Linked DNA regions of Mus musculus: region 2 is linked to region 1. Evidence: chromatin contacts called from public HiChIP or PLAC-seq data. All regions are on one chromosome and are shown on one strand. Each heading gives the region's core, a stretch centred on a gene start, on an enhancer-like site or on the middle of the called end of the contact. The rest is flanking DNA. Distances are from core to core; before and after follow the strand shown. Region 1 holds the start of Nap1l5 (nucleosome assembly protein 1-like 5). Region 2 has its middle 23 kb from the start of Tigd2.

Region 1 (2,721 bases), core at 97-2,596:
CGATTTTGTAAACAAACACTACCAAGAAAACAGGTAACACGGGACCATAACAGATGAACACGTGTTGACAATATTATACATGGAATACACCCTCATTTTTGAAACCATGTTCTTTCTGTAAATGCAAATATTTAAAACATTTTTTCACAACTTGAAATGGCAGTTTTCCTAGCCACATAATCAGTAAATGCTGTCAGTCCAGGCTTGCTCCATGCCAAGGCTCCTCTGGAGTGTAAAGCTGATGTCTGGGTTTGCAAAAGCAAAAGTCTTAAAGATGACGTCGTTCCTGGGTTCCTTTTCCTCTGCGCTGGAAAATGTAAAGAAACTGAAGAATTAAGCATTGAGAAGAGTTCTGTCTTAGCTTGGATGTTCTGGTGTAGTGTGATGAATGGATTTCAACGTGTGACGCACTTTTAATTCCCATCTAACTGACAACCTTTCAACAGTCTCAAGTCCAGTTCTCACAGAAGAGCAGGGAGAAAAAAAAAAGTTTAATTAGGCTTTTTTTTTTTTCTAAAAAACGTCTTTTAGCATCTGTTTTACACAAATAAAAGTCAGATTAGAAACGGGCTAGCCAGAATCTACTTGATTCAATTTAATTTTAGGAATGTCAGAATAGATTCACATTTTATTTTGGGCAAATCCTGAGCCTTTTAAAGTCTGCCGACATTGGAAATAAAAGGGGCAGGGGATTTATCACCTGTCAGCTTGCTGTGCTCACTTCTTGGCGAAGTTGGGACCCCCAGTTGCGCCAGCTGCAGCCTCTTCTTCCTCCTCCTCCTCCTCGTCGTCCTCTTCCTCGTCATCTTCATCATCCTCTCCCTCCAGGGTCCACGCGCAGCCCTCCATCTCTCCGGTGAGCTCCTGGATCTTGGCGAGCAGGGGCTTGTAGATATCGTTGTACTTCTTCTCCAGAGCCTGGAATTCCTTGTCAAACTTGGCCTCGATCTTATCGCAGCGCTTCTGCAGCTTTTTGAGCGCCAGAACCCGGCATTTCACGGAATTGGGCAAGCTCTCCATAAAGTCTTTTTTGGGCTTGGGCGCGTTCTCCGCGGGGGCCTGGGGCTCCTCGGCCGCGGGAGCAGCGGCACTGTCACCGGTCGCGGCATCTTCGCCACCCTGGGCGCCTTCCATTACCTCGTCCTCGGCGCGGCTCTCAGCGGGTCCCTGCTTCTCGGGGTCGGCCATGGCTACTGCTCGGCTCAGCTGGGCTTGTTTGCCGCAGTGGTCTGGTGGTTGCGCAGTCTGCAATAGAGCTGGTCCAGAGAGGTCCTGCAGCTGTGATTGCGGCTGGTCCAGAGTGCGTCTGAAGATGCGGCAAACGCTGACGGCTGTGGTGACGTCCGCGCGGCCGCTTCGCGGCTCGCGGCAAGTGAATGGCTGCTCACTATCAGCTGATGGTTGTGCGCACACACTGCACCAAATTGTTGCTATGCTGCTATCTCCGAGGTCTCTAAAACCTGCCACTTAGACACCCAGCCCTCAGCATCCGCCCCCACCCCTGCAGAACTGGCTGGAACCAGCTCGAGGCTGAGACTGTATTTTTCCATACCTGTTTATACACCCCCCCCCCCCAATCTGTTTACTGTGTGCTCCCCCTCCCATCTTAGTTCTCCAAATCCGCAATGCACCTGACAATCTTTGTTGAAAGTGCGCCATAGCTAATGTTGGTAAGCCTTGGTTATGGGTACATTTCCAAGCCTGACTGCGTCTTAAATTCACTTTCAGAGAACAGAAATGCAGGAGAACCATTTTCCTTCACCTTTGCAGACCCACAGTGCGTGCCTGTATCTGCGCAGACCATCTTTGGCTCTTAGAGCACAGTTAGACATCTCTGTTAAACCTATATCCTCGTGGCAAATTGTTCCGGGAGGGACCTTGGCATTGATTCTGTAAGTGTTTGTGTGGCAAATTTCTGCGCTGTGAGCATTCTAGTAGGTTTCACACAATTGCCTCTGAAAAGAAATAAAGTGAGGGTGAACAGAAGAAATGCAAAGCCCTAGAAGTGTCCAACCGTGTGACATTGTGAAAAGATGCTGTCATGTATAGATGTGTAGGGCCCAATTCAGTTTTTGGGTGGAGGCACACTGCTTCCAGTTAGCAGATTAAACATGCCCATAAAGGCTGGGGAAAAGAGGTCATTTTAATACATCTTGAAATGCGTGTTTGATCCTACACTTCCTTAGGGACCCACAGATGCTTCTACAGTCATTTGTCACCAAACACTTCACAGTTAACCATCTGTTGTTTGAATCTGCTTGTAATTTGTATGTGAGAGCTTTGGAAAAGACCATAAACATCAAAGTCTTGTTTTCTAATAATGAAGTGATCTTTTATTTTTTTCCCCATATAAGCCAGAATTAGAGAGTTATTTGTTTTGTTTATCTATCTATTTATTTATTTATTTAGCTGGTCCAGTCTAGCTTTAAACTATGTGAACTCCAGGTCCTTCCTGCCTCCTTAGAGCTTCTAGAATAAAGAGCAGGGCACAACTTTTAAGTGGTTCCTAGAGGATACATTCATTACCTATTTAGATCTGTCTTTCTCTGTGGTGGGTCTTGCCAGAGTTTTATGCATATGAATTTCATAAGAAATTTCTCTCTTTTACTTCTTACGTGTATTAACTTAATTGTATGTAAACCATTTAGTGCTGACATGGAGTAAGCACTGAATATTTTTAAAGTAAAATTACTGTATTAAAAACAAATACTTTTGTCCCTC
Region 2 (2,721 bases), core at 103-2,602, 280 kb after region 1:
GATTGCGCATCTAAGTCACCATGTCTGGCTTCAACAAAGGACTTTTATGGCAGGAGACTGAATTATAATAATGGAGAGACATGGGTCTCTATACAAACTATACAAAGTAGAGAATTTCTCTGAAACTTCACAGTATATGTTTACATTCAAATCCATAATGAGTTTCTAATTTAGAACAAAGTCAATAAAGATTTATAACTCTTTCCCCAGAATATTTCATTCCCAAGTTTTTCAATGTTTATTGACATTTACCATATAGTTTAGAGTTTCTCACCACAGCATTCCAGGTTTAAAAATATTCATGTGAGATTTGAGAACACTGTCTCAATAATTCCAGTTTAAGCCTTAATTTAAACCCAGGCATCCAAAACCCATGGGTTACATAGTTATCAATAACTAGAAATGAGCTGGTCATGTGGCTTAGTGGTAATGCTAGAGGGATAACAGTATAATATTATCAGCTAAGATAGTATGCAGTGTATTAATTGGCTCTCAACTATTCTACATGTTGTATTCCATCACTCTAAACTCACAAGTATACACCACACTCTCAAGTTAGTAATGTCCATTTAATGGGGAAAAATTCACAAAAATTTGTCATTTTAATGAAAATGCTTTAGAGAATGTTTTAAACATATAGTGTGAATTAACTCATAGAAAACGTCCTGCCTACATGCAAGATGTTTCAAACCAAACAGAATCAACTCAAGTGTGACTTACTGAGCTTCCTGGGGGCTGACTCCAAATAGCCTGTGACAGGCAGGATGCATCCCCTGCCTCAGTTTTTCAAATATGTTCTTTCAGCCAGTCTCATGCTTTACTTTACTTAAAAGAGCATGAGGAAACAAATCTGCCAGTCACATTGAGGACATGATAGCGCATGGTCAAACAGAAACACCTGAGGAGCAGCAGCAGCTTCCACTTAACTGTTCCAATGACTGGAATAAAAATCAACAACCCCCACACATTGCTCAGTGCTGTGAACGGTTTATGTTAGGCTGGTGGCTAAAATCGGCGAGAGATAACAAGAACCCTAAAGCTCTAAGTGAACGTAAGAGAGGGAGTGACACATGTCATTATCCAAAATATGTCTCTATAGCAACCAAGTGTGGAACAACAGGAAAGGGAAACATGGCAGGACATCTCAAACCCCATTAGATCTCCAAAAAGTAACAGGTCACCTGCAGCTACCTTTAGCTTGAAGTGTCAGGAGAATAAAGAAGAACCAACTCCACTGAGGAAAAAAACAGCCAGCGTGAAATGGACACTGTGTTCCTCCTATCTGGTGATCTGCAACTGCTGTGATGACTCACAGAGTAGCACAAAGGCAGCTTCGTGCTCTCTGAGGCACAAACGGCACGTCCGTCCAGGAAACAGCAACATCTTCTGCTTTCACTAAAACTTGGCCGAGCGCTTACAGCCTTGCACTTCCTGTTTTCTCCTTCTTTTAATCAGCTGAGAAAATGAATCTGTTCCTGCAATCCTCCATGACTCACCATGATGCTTTCAATTTCGAAGATTATCCTGAGATTCATCCCGGGCCAGTGTTTTCCTAGCCAAACTGTGAAGGGAACAGGGAGCATGGCCAGGGTCTCTCCAGCATCCTGGAATGGCAGTGGGTGGGGCTGGACCCCAAGACTGGTATTTTTGTTTCTCCTCTTTTCTTTGAAATGCTAGAAAGGAAAACCTCTCTTACCTACTCCTCCGCGTGTTTGTACATGCAGGTAGCCAGGCCTCAGGGTTGTGACCACTCAGTTCTGGAGTTAATCACTGACAATTGGACGAAGTAATTCTTCATGAATTTTACCCCAGTTGAGATTGAATCTTGCACTTTTATTTTTGGAATGATAATTATTTCTACCTTTCTTCTCTATTTTCAGCCTACCTGTTTAAGACAAAATAAAAGGGACCACACGGGATGTATGATTTTATTTAAGCAAGTTAAAACACTGGACCACCAAAGACTTGAACAGAGACAAAACCAGTAATAACAAAAGAAAACAAGCAAAACCTATTTGTCTTACTAACCTAAAGTCAAAGTACTTATGCTACTCATGATGAAACCTGACCCAAGAAAAGATTCTAAGAGGGAAGTCTCTGCTCTATGCATATTAAGGGCCACAGGAAGAAAGGGACCAACTCGCTTAGAAAACTGAATGAGAAGACTGTCTGAAGTAGCATAGACCACATTCTTTACGGAGATATGTGAAGCTGCTCTCAGCCTGGAGACAGACAACCTTTGGTTTCTTTTAAAACACCTGCTCCTCCCATCCTTCTCCCAGTCCTCTGGAACCCTGAGAGACAGGCCCAGTGTGGTTTTAACAGAAAAGTTGAATGGTGGTTAAATTCCCTCTCTCTATCTCTTTCTAGAAGCCATCTGGGAGGAAGCCACTGTGATTCTAGCCACTCCGAAATCTACCCAGGGACTCTCCTTTGGGTTGAGGTCTAGTACTTATTTAAAACAGTTAAAGTAAGTGACCACATTTAATCTGAGATTTTCGGATCCCTACAATCATGCCCTAGTGGAAGAGTAGACTTATTTTCATCATGGAGTTGAGCTCACCATTGGCAGAAAGTAGATGGCAGATGGTTGTGTTACCGTCATAGTGCCTTCAATCTAGATGGAAGCCACCATGTCACTTTGATGGTATCTTGACTAGTCGGCTTGCTGTCTAAATTAAAATAAAATATTTGCTGACAGATGAAGAGAACAGAAATGAG

The links. HiChIP or PLAC-seq counts read pairs in DNA pulled down with a chosen protein or histone mark.
Region 2: an H3K4me3 HiChIP or PLAC-seq map of bone marrow-derived macrophages shows a contact between it and region 1, with 4 times the contacts expected there. The contact joins the enhancer-like site here to the promoter of Nap1l5 in region 1. A contact is called at or near these places in 11 of 39 promoter capture datasets (3T3-L1-derived adipocytes, the C10 cell line, cranial neural crest and 7 more), 21 of 484 Hi-C or Micro-C datasets (Th1 cells, bone marrow-derived macrophages, brain and 14 more), 5 of 115 datasets of contacts at active chromatin or transcription factors (bone marrow-derived macrophages, embryonic hindbrain, fibro-adipogenic progenitors and 2 more) and 4 of 9 other capture datasets (adipose tissue, embryonic stem cells, liver and 1 more).

The regions. Positions count from the first base shown.
Region 1 is chr6:58,905,780-58,908,500 of GRCm38.p6, forward strand. Nap1l5 (nucleosome assembly protein 1-like 5) reads right to left here and starts at 1,347. Exons shown (of 1, transcript NM_021432.2): 1 at 1-1,347. The coding sequence starts at 1,188. The coding sequence ends at 718. All of the region lies in intron 23 of Herc3 (hect domain and RLD 3), which reads left to right.
Region 2 is chr6:59,184,124-59,186,844 of GRCm38.p6, forward strand. No RefSeq gene overlaps it. Among named protein-coding and RNA genes, the nearest start is that of Tigd2, 23 kb to the right of the region's middle. Within about 2 kb of position 1,353, at least 141 of the 459 cell types and tissues checked have an H3K27ac peak or open chromatin away from gene starts, as enhancers often do. A contact at or near this core is called in Th1 cells, adipose tissue, bone marrow-derived macrophages and 4 more, where this site is marked.